2 separate regions of the Anas platyrhynchos genome follow, and region 1 is linked to region 2. A link is a contact called in public Hi-C data. All regions are on one chromosome and are shown on one strand. Each heading gives the region's core, a stretch centred on a gene start, on an enhancer-like site or on the middle of the called end of the contact. The rest is flanking DNA. Distances are from core to core; before and after follow the strand shown. Region 1 overlaps RAB11FIP4 (RAB11 family interacting protein 4). Region 2 holds the start of RAB11FIP4 (RAB11 family interacting protein 4).

Region 1 (4,813 bases), core at 247-2,746, 46 kb after region 2:
TAAGACTCAACTAAATTTTACTAAATATAGCCTGAGATCATAAACAAGTCTAAAACACCATTAAAGATCCAAGGGTAGATGAAGTAAAAAAGCTATTGGTCTCAGGAAAAATGCCAAGAACCAACTTTATTCAATTAGGTAGCCAGATTTGATTTCCCATAGTATTAAAGTTGTTTAATTGCCCGTGAAAATTGCCTGACACAGCATGGGTTAATTCTCCTTCTTGGAACATTTGCAGGAAACCACTTTGCTGCAGTTGTGTTTATTTGCAGCCAGAGTGTCTGTTTGCAAATTAACTGTCTGCTAGAGTGTGAAAAACATTTTTTTAAATGAAACTGAAGGTAAATATCTAAAAATATGTGGTAAGGGAAGTCATGTCTGGCATCCTGAGCAAACAGAAAATGTTAAAGGTTCACGTCCTCCCCTTCAGTGACTTGGAAAACACTTGCATCATCTTTGCTTAGGGTTAAAGATGAGCCTGTCCTGCCTCTGTGAGAGCCAGCACTGCCTTTTGTGAGGTTACTAGCATTAGTTTGGTATTTTCCAGAAGTACTTGTGTTTTCACAAAAGGAGAGGATAAATGATCTAGTGGTTATGATGCTTAGATTTCTTGTTCTGCAGCGTCTTCCTCTTACCAGAGTGCGGGCAGTTGTCTTTTTACTTCAGTTTGCCCCTGCAAATAATTGCCAGATTGCAGGTTGTTCCCCACTGCAGTTCTGGCCAAAGGCACCGTGTACACTTCTGCTTTTGGCATACTTTGGATAAATGTGTTTTTAACTTCAGTAATTTTGACAGAATCAGATTAGAGAGTGACCCAGTGCTTTGGTGAATGAGAAGTGACACACGCCGCTGTCTTGAGCAGTCTTTTGACGGACACAAGAGCAGCCGGCTCTGTGCTGGCTCACCGTGTGTCTCTAGCCAAAGAAACTTCAGCAGCCTCACCACTCTCCTGTGGTTTGGTAACTGAGTTCCTCCTCCAGATATGAGGTTGCTCCTAAACTCTGTCACCCTGCACAGTGATTTATACAATGCACGGCCCTGCAGGAGTGTTCTCCACAGAGGGCATCCTTTTGCACAGCTGTAGAAAATATAGAAGGACTTGAAACCACCCTTGGGTTAGCTCTTCGCCTCCATTCGCTGCCTCACTGACTGCAGTGGAGCTGGGTCTCCTTGCCAAATGTTGCCCAGAAATGTGAATGAGGAGATTTTCCCAGCCATAACAAGGGCGAGAGCACACTGAGCACGTTAAAATCTTGTGATACAAGTAGGCATTCAAATGAAATATCTCTAAACAGCCATAGAAGTGGCTTTCAGTTTTATTGTTTCCTGGAAAATGAAATTATAGCAACAATGGGACAGCTCAGTGCAGGAGGTCCTTAAAGTAGCCAGGAAGTATCCGTTCATGTATTTGCAGTGGGTTATTTATGGACAGACTAGCCTTGGGTGCATACTGCTGCATGGCTTGAAATACTGATCATGGCAGTTCTGCAAGCCCGGGCAAAAATGTTTGTCCTCAAGACAGATACTGGCAGAAAGCACCCTGTGTGCCTGACCAGACAGCTCCCTATACAAGCTGCTGTCCAATGCCTTCGTGTTTCCACACTGAGATGTGCCAGAGTAAACCTTGTTTTTTTTCCTGTTTCCTTTCTGGACTGTGACACTTTCATTTTGCTCACTGGCATTTCCCAGGCTGCAAGCCAAAATATGTTCAGGTAATAAGAAGACATGTGAACAGTATTTGAGACACTGCAGGTTAATTCAGTTCCCTTCTTATGGTATGCCCCTTGCGTAAACCTCTTGGAGTACTTGCAAAATTCAAATCATCCTCCAGATATGGGAAACAAAAGGTGAGATGTGTTAGCAGTGTTGCAAAAAAACACTGGACAAGAAAGGCTTCTTTACCAACTGCGTGCCAAAACCCAACGTCCTGGTGGTAGGGGCTGGGCCCTGGGGAAAGAGCAGCACCACAGCCCTCCATTGTTAGGGGTGACAGTTTGTGTCTTGATAGGGAAAATGAGCAACGAAACATTTATTTGTTACTAAACCTAGTTCTTAAGTGGGGTGAAAACGGTGGCACAATCCTAAGCTTCTTGCAGCCATTGGCATCTTTCCATGGTTTGCTGGATGGTGGATGAGGTCCAGCAAGGTGGCAGCAGTGTGTTTGAGTAACCCTGAAGGAGAATGGCCTCTCAGCAGTTTCTTTTCTTCTTCTCCTTTTGCCGGGTGTAATAACATGCAAATCTTCCCAGCAGGATGAGGGGATCCAAGCTGCCACGCCAGCACATTAATTGCACTCAGCAAATGTCTCCCACGGGGGACGCTGGTTGCTGCACGCTCAAACGTCTTCCCAACAAAAAGTCACCTCTGCAGGAGGAGGTGGTCTCAGGTGAACCTGAGTCTGTCCTGACTCTGTCAGTTGCATTGGAAATTTGGTCTGTGATTTCAATAAAAGGAAGATTTGGCTCCGTTTGCCAAATGGAGCTCTTCAGCTCGGTAAACAAATTGGATTAAGTGCCTGGTGATGTTCTGGAAATGGCTCAAATGCTTGATTGGCTTCTGCGGTTCTGGCCCAGGACACGAAAGCCTGTGCCAGATGGCTCTCTGAAGAAGTGGCTAGGGCTGCCCCAAGTAGGTTAGGTATGGAGGAGACGGTGCTTTTTCTCCTGTGTTTTTTTCTGAGTAAATTATAGGTTTGAATTTAAATGGTCAAGGGCTATCATGAAGAGATGGACCTTAATGGTCAAGGAAAATGAGTAACTGTGATCAGGAAAAATCTCAGATAAGAACTGGGCAGCAAAGAGGGGACACAGAAGACCTTGCAGCTAAACTCCAGATTAGAGAGGTTTAAGATGCCCCTTGGTTTTGGTAGTTAAATCCCTCTTGCACCTTTGAAAACCTTTGAAAGCCTTTGTAACTTTTGCCCACCAAAGAAAAAGGTTGGGGAAGGTGGTACGCTTATCTAACAGGCTTAAGCAAAGGCTGACAGCTTAGAAGTCTTTAGCTAGAAGCACTGTTAGTACAGCTGAAATAGGAAAAATAAGGCCTAACCTTATAGCTGAAGATATAGCTGGGAATTTTTAGAACTGTGTAAACACGTCTCCTTCATTACACAAATCTACATCCACTGCTGTGTAGCACTTGGCATTTATTTTCCTTTTTGCTGGAGATAACTCACTTTAACGAGTACGTGCTCCATATCATGCAGAGAGCATTTAGCAGAGCAAGCAGTCCGTACATGTAAAGACTGTCACAGTGGGTGCTGGCATGAGGTAGTTTGATGAGTAATAAGTTTTTGTTATAAATGTCAAAAGGTACAAATAGTAAATTGAATTCTCTGTAAGAGGACTAGAAAGTGCCCTTAGTCAAGCACAGGCTGACAAACATAATGCTAAAGCCGGGAGAAAGAAATGGACCATGGGCAAGTGGGAAATGTGACAGCCACAGGCATGCCAAGTTATGTAGAAAGATGCTGTCTCAAGGCAAAAACGTTTAATATTTTGCCTCTTTTCAGAAGGTAAATAACCTCTTTGGATTGTTATTCCCATGTGAGCTCCTCTTTGGGAAGCGACAGCAACACAATTCTTGCTTGCTGACTTCTCCAGAAAAGTAAAAAAAAAGCACACCACGTCACTGGCTTCATCCACCTGGTGGTGCCTCTGGCATACATCTGTGGGTAGGAGACAGGAAAACACATCGACCCCAATGTTGGGCATCCTCCATCCTGTCACCTTCCCTGTTAGGTACTCACTTCTTCTGTAAGGGACTCCCCTCCATAACCACAAGGTATCTTCAACCCTGGAGATGTTATTTCGTTATTTTAAAAAAGCAAGAGAGAAGGCCAGCTACCAGGATAAATCCTTACATTTCACACTTCCTTGCATTATTCTGCCTTCTCTGACTCATCTGCCTCATGAGTATCAGTGTGTCGTGTCACGAGCAAATGGATTGCGTTAGTGATGGGATGGAAAAGAGGAATGCTGCTGGCTAATTGCTGCTTCCAAATGTACGCGTGCTGAGGTTCTGTGCAGTTCAGGCCCAAGGCTGTAGGCTGGTTGTTCTGAAATAACCTGGCCTGATAGCACTGCCTCTGCGGCTCGACATGCCAAGTGCAGTCACTGGTAATTAATGGGAAATGAGGCATTTGGTGATTGGAGTGTTTCTATATTTGTCTCAGGTTTTGAGACGAGACAAGGACTGGGGAAAACATGGACATTGATTTTTCCAGCTGTTAGTGTGTTGGTTAACAAAAGCAAACACAGAAGCTGAAGATCTGACTGCAGCACATAAACATTTGCTTGCCAAACACTGTATGCTTCGTGACAGAGCTCTTTTTGAAGGGGATATGTGACATTTGGGTATTGCCCAGTCCGTCCTTAGGCCAGAGGGAATCAGAAGCAGCTCTGCTGATGTCAAGCAGATGCTGGCTAGTGCCAGGCCTCTGAGTCCAGACATTGGGGTTGGGTGGGGGTGGTCTCCATCCTGCAGCACAGCTTCCCAAGCCAGGCAATGTGCAGCTTTTGGTTTCACTGCAGCTCAGAGTAGTGCCAACATTAGTGTAATGGCAGCTATTAAGGGTCACATGCTGAATGTGTGCCCTGCACAGCTCTGAAGTCACGGCTCTGTTAGAACTATTTAAACATACTCCAGAGCTGTCTTTCAAAGTTTTGTGCATGCAGGCTAGCTACAACTGTTTTTTCCTCCATTGTCGATGTAATCTCTGGGAGACAAGCTCTCAGCCTGACCATATGCTTTTGTTTCTGTTTGCCAGGCTGTGAAGAGTTACTGAATGATGTCCTGTCTCCTGACAACTCTG
Region 2 (5,552 bases), core at 1,507-4,006:
GAGGTTAGGTCTCCAGATGTCGCTCCTGTTTGCTGGAATGCAACCAGAACTGTAGATAAGGTCATCAGTCGTGGGTAATGCAGTCATTACACGCTGTTTCTGACACCAGATTACAATTCACTAAATAAATGGAAGTGACATTGATGGATGAGCAGCTGACTGTAAAGAAATCTTGCGAATCGCATCCGTGGCCTGTGGTATTCAATGAAATGTTTCCTCCTGAACTCTTCATTCTTAACAGGCAAAGATGGTAGCACCACCACTAGTCTTATTGCAAGTTTAGAAGATCAGATTCACAACATATAAGATACTTACTCCGCATAGTATAAAACTCAAATGAAGAAGCTGTCAAACATCTCTGATTAAACAGCTATTTTGCTATACCATTAAGGAAAAATAGCCTAGTGGTACTAGCGTGCGTATTCTACTGAGAACTGGAAAAGCAGAGATCAGTAAGGAGTAATGCCAGCTACATCCACTGGCAGTAAAAATTGACCTCTCCCATGTCCCTTGCCAGTGCAGTTGTCCATCAAGTGTGTGTGGCACATGTTTAGCTCAGTGTCCCAAATTGAGCATGCTTGGGGCACCCCCAGCTTTCAGATCCTGGGCCTTTATTGACAGGATCTCACATCACAGTTCTTCTGTATTCAGTACCATCAGATAATTTCCCAGCTGTCAGATCTTTGTTCGGAATATTTAGCTGTCTCTTTAGCTCTCATATCAGCTTGATTTCAGTTCTGTCTGTCATTCAAACTGTGTGGCAGTTCTCAGACTTCTGTACTAACTTCCCAAACTATAGTATCTACTGCCTATACCTGGAGCTTCCCCCCCTTGTGTTCCTCCTTTTTTTAGAAATTAATACTAGAATAACACATACTTTGATACTGACAGATTTGGTCTAAATCTATATTGTCACTTACTTGCATGTCTGGACCAAGTTCTTTTTTCCTCCATCAGAAGATAAAGCCAGTAGGAATTAACTGGATTTCATAAGACAGACTCATCTGAGCATGGCAAATATGGATGTCTACTATGATGTTTGTTTGGCTTTTTTTTCCATAATATTGTGCTACTCCACTTCCCTGTCTGGGACTGTACAAGTGCCCACCTGCAGACAAAGAACCAAGTCAGATGGTGCAAGGAGACACTGAGAAAATCTGAGCAAACAGTGTGGGACAACGACACAGGCATGCACTGAAGCTTTGAAAGGGCTGAACTCCACTTCAGAGCATTTAGACTAACAGTAGCTGATACCCTAAAAGCATGCTTTCCACAGCTGTGAAGGGTACCAGCTCATAGATTTTTGAATACTCCAAACAGGTGCCCCTGAGGGGTGTGCTTAACTCAGTTCCTATGTAACCTGAAGGTGAATTCACCTATGCTGAGATAAAAGCTAAATGTCCCAACATCTAAGAGTCCTGCTCTATGTAGACAGCTTCAGAGAAGTTTGCTGATCAAACATTTTGCTTCCCTTTTCTCTTTCAGATTGCCTGCATCTTCACATCTCTTCATGAATTCTTTGCTTCTCAAGAATCTTATCTGATCTCTGCACTTTGAGGTTTTTTGCTGGTCTGGAAAGACCTTCTTGTACATCAGTAAGGGAACTGGATAAGTCTTATGTATTTATTATAAAACTAAAGGAGGGTGGTAGGGGCTCTGGAACCAAATCAGAGGCTGGTTATATGTGGAGCTGTGCTGCCTGTTCAGTGTGTGCTATCACTGTGCTGTTGATTGACAGCTGACTTAAGCCTACAGAGCTGTCAAGTCAGCCTCTTCCTGAACGCTGAATTTGCACATAGCAGAGATGAGGGATATATGCTCAAAGAAAACTTCCTGAGGAGAACGCTCCTAGTGATACCAAAAAAAAAAAAAAAAAAAAAGAAGAATTTCACTAGCTTGCTTTAATTATGGGATTTTCAGGGTTGCTGAGGGGCATGAGAACCTCTCCTACTGAAAGAAGCCAAGTGGACACTGCCTCAGCTCAAAACCTGCTACACTTTCATGGCCATTTTGGATTGTTAGCTTTATCCATCACCTACAGAATGTCACTTGGTGATAGACAGTCACTTGTCCTTAGTAAGCACAGAGGGAAAGATGTCCTGGCAGAGGCAGTATGTACCTGAGCCAGGTACAGCCAGTGTCACATCCTCCACGAGCCATCCTCCCTGACCTTCCTGGTCTGAGGCACACTGCAGGAACCAGAACCTGGACTGGTCTTCTCACTAGCAGCTCATGGCTGTGGGCTTAAAAAGTGGTCCAAAAACTGAGAAAAATGGACAGAGCAGAAAGATCAAACTAAAACCCAGCACAGCAGTTGCAGAAGGCTTTTATGAAGAACCCTGCAAAGGCAGGGGCATCCCTTCCTTCCGAGCCACGTCTCGTCGGCTGAGCTCATGCCCTAAACCAAAGGCAGGGAGAAGTGCTTCTGCCAGCCGGAGCACAGCGGCTCCCATTGCCCTCCTTGTCCTTTACCACCCTCCAACTCTTCACACTCCGCTTTTCTGCCTTTAGCCCGGGCCTCCCCACAGCAGGTGGCCAGGAATTTTCTCAGGAGCGAGGACAGTTTTGTTTGGGACTCTGGGGATGGAAGGACCGAGTCTGTGGCAACCGGGAGAGAAACCGAGGGGTCGCCAATGCCTGGAGGAGCCCGCGCTCCCCTCCCGTTTCCCTCCCTTTTCCCCCGTCCCCTCAGGGCGCCGCGCGCCCCCGCCGCTCCCTCCCAGCGGCGCCCCCTGGCGGCCCCGCGGCCCCTCGCCAGCCGCCGCCGCCCTCGCCTCGCCGCGCCGCCCCTTTGTTCTCCTTCCCTCGCTCCCTCCTTCCCTCCGCCCGCGGCTCTCGCCCTCCCCCGGCTCTCTTCCAGCCCTCCCCCGGCCCCTGCCCGCGGTCTCTCCCGCACCGGCTGCGGGAGAGGGCGATCATGGCTGCTGCTGCCGCCGCCGCCGGTGTCGCCGCCGCCGCCGGCCTCCGGCTGAGGTGATGCCCGCGATGGAGCCGCCGAGCCTGCTGCCGTTCCTGCGGAAGCTCAAGGAGGTTTTCGACGTGTGCGACGAGGATGCGGACGGCTTCATCCGGGTGGAGCACTTCGTGGCCCTGGGGCTGCAGTTCGGCCAAGGGGAGGAGGTGAGGAGGAGGAGGATGGGGATGGGGGGTGCCAGGATTTCGCCCGGCTCGGCTCGGCCCGGCCCCGTTCACCTGCTGCTCCCACCGCGCTCTGCCCCGCCGGCCCCCCCTCAGCTCCCCGCCTTCCCTCAGGGCGGCTCGGACCTGCCCCGACCCTTTTGGAGCCCCTCGGGGCGTCCCGGGCTCCCCCCGTCCCTCAGAGGGGTCCCGCAGCCTCCCCCCGGGGGGTCCCGGAGCCCCCGTCCCTCAGGGCAGGCCGGAGTCCCGGCTCCCTCAGGGGGTCCCGGAGCCACCCGGCCTTGATGTTTCCCCCCCAACCCCGCCTCAGGGCCGTCCCGGCGGGGCTACGGAGCCTTTCAGGGAGGTGTTTGCGAGCTGGGGGCTGCTCCGTGCCGGCTGAGCACGGTCCTGAGCGGGGAACGGGCACGGAGCGAGCCGCAGCTCCGGGCGGTGCCAGGCCCTCAGGCCGCCCGCAGCGGCGGGGGCATCAGTGGGGCGCGGGGCATCCACACAAGGAGCGGCCCAGGAGCAGAGCAGAGCCCCCAGGAGCAGCCCTGAGGCACCGAGTGGAGCCCCCAGGTGATCCACCCAGCCCTCTGGTATCCCACCGCCAGCCCCAAGCTGCTCCAAGGGGCTCAGTGGAGCCCTAATGACAGCAGGACCCTGTAAATCCGTGAGAGCGGGGTTCGGACCCGTATCTGGGGGGTAATGACGTGTGTTTGATATTAAACAATTCCTTTAGGTGATTCAGTAAAGGGTTGCAGCTCTGATCAAACTAACCAAGCAAGAAACGCTTTCCCTCTCAGACCTCTCGGGCTATTGCGCTTAACTGATGCTTCACAACGCGCCCCCGGCAGGTTTGGGGCTGGGGAGTGGAGCTGGGACTGGGAAAAGGCTCGGCTGCTCTCAGCTGGCCTTTTAAAGGATAATAAAACAAATTAACGGAAGGAGCCTCTAAAAAAGGAGTTTGGGAAGGGATGCCAAAGGGGCAGCAAAACCACAGTGAATTCACATTAATTGTCGGAGCAAATTACTCATTTTTGGCTTACTGCTGGTAATGAAACAGCTTGTGAATGAAATCAGAAGAGCAGGAGGAGGCTCATTGCTTGCAGGTAGTCATTGGTCTGTTAAACGTTTTCTTAATGAGAAACTAGAGTTTCTTGTTTTAACCAGCAAAATGATGAGGAGAAATGCATAAAAGTAGAGAGCTTTATTGATTTCTAGTTTTATTTGGCTCTTGGTAAGTTGTATAATTTTATATAAGCTAATAGAAGTATTTCTAAATGGTATTGCCAAATGCATTGCATCAGGATTGCTTCTTGCAGTGCTGCGTTTATTTGGAGGCAAATTGGTGGTTTTCTCTTGCAGCGCAGAGGAAGATTAGTTTGATTCCACAGGCTGTTTTGCAGCAGAATGGCTTTGACGATCACAACAATCCTTTTTGGTCTTAGAAATCTATAAGGTTATGGAAGGTTCTGTGTGATGTAAGGGAGAATTCAGGTGGTGCTCTCAAGCTTTGAGTAAATTGGAGTATATTAGTTGGCAAATATTTAAAATATGAAATGGAACAGAATAGACGACAAAACCGGTAATCTCAACAGTGAAGGCGGTAGAAAAGTATCGGTTGTCAGCATGGTATCGAGGCTGCAGGAGGGGCTGGCTTCCTGGGCAGGCACTAGAGGAATTACCAGTGGGGAGCAACGCATCCTTTTTTATTTTATGCAGTTGTAGTTGGCAGTGTTCAAACAAGGTATGTGCAAAAGTGGGACACAGAATTCTTAACTATGCATCTGTCAGAGATATAACCCTTTGTTCCCCTTTGCTTCTCTGCATTGATTGTAGTCGTTGGCTGGCAGTCCCTTGATTTCAAAGGAGCGTGTATCAGCTGAGTAATTGTGATTAGTAAATCACCGAAAGAGGCTTGTTAGGGAAATACAGAATCAATTTTCCAAGTGCACATTTACTGCAGAAAGATTAGAGCAGGTGAGCCGGTCTGTCTTTGAGCCTTGTTAAAACTGAACTTTATGTATGATGAATCGCAGCTGATGTCTGGAGACACTGAGAAGCTGTTCTCCCATATAACATGGCACTTTCACCCCCGCAGCTGCAGGAACCTAATAAGCTGTGTGTGGTAATGCAGCTCATGAAATTAAGCTGAAGAGACACTGCTCGAGCACTCTCCTTTAACACACTAAAATGTGTTTATTGTCACTGAAAACCAATTATACATTTGAACGTGCTATGCTTCTTGGGCCTGATCCACCATGGCTTCCTTTGCATTCAAAAGAAATCGTTCTGTTGGCATCAGTGAAAGATTGATTGGCCCTCATGTCTAAGTTATTTGCTGCTTCTATTTATTGAATTAATCTGGCCACAGAGAGGATCCCGTTTTGTAATTTTGTGGCCTGAATAATTGTGACTCTTACCCCTGG

Evidence for each region. Hi-C and Micro-C count contacts between places; a contact is called where the count stands out from the background.
Region 1: a contact with region 2 is called in a Hi-C map of F1 follicle, with 3 times the contacts expected there. The contact joins the enhancer-like site here to the promoter of RAB11FIP4 in region 2. A contact is called at or near these places in 2 of 8 Hi-C or Micro-C datasets (F1 follicle and liver).

What each region holds. Positions count from the first base shown.
Region 1 is chr19:5,998,990-6,003,802 of IASCAAS_PekinDuck_T2T, forward strand. RAB11FIP4 (RAB11 family interacting protein 4) reads left to right here. Exons shown (of 14, transcript XM_027471624.3): 3 at 4,769-4,813. Among named protein-coding and RNA genes, the nearest start is that of RAB11FIP4, 47 kb to the left of the region's middle. Within about 2 kb of position 1,497, at least 2 of the 8 cell types and tissues checked have an H3K27ac peak or open chromatin away from gene starts, as enhancers often do. A contact at or near this core is called in F1 follicle, where this site is marked.
Region 2 is chr19:5,952,069-5,957,620 of IASCAAS_PekinDuck_T2T, forward strand. RAB11FIP4 (RAB11 family interacting protein 4) reads left to right here and starts at 2,757. Exons shown (of 14, transcript XM_027471624.3): 1 at 2,757-3,120. The coding sequence starts at 2,977.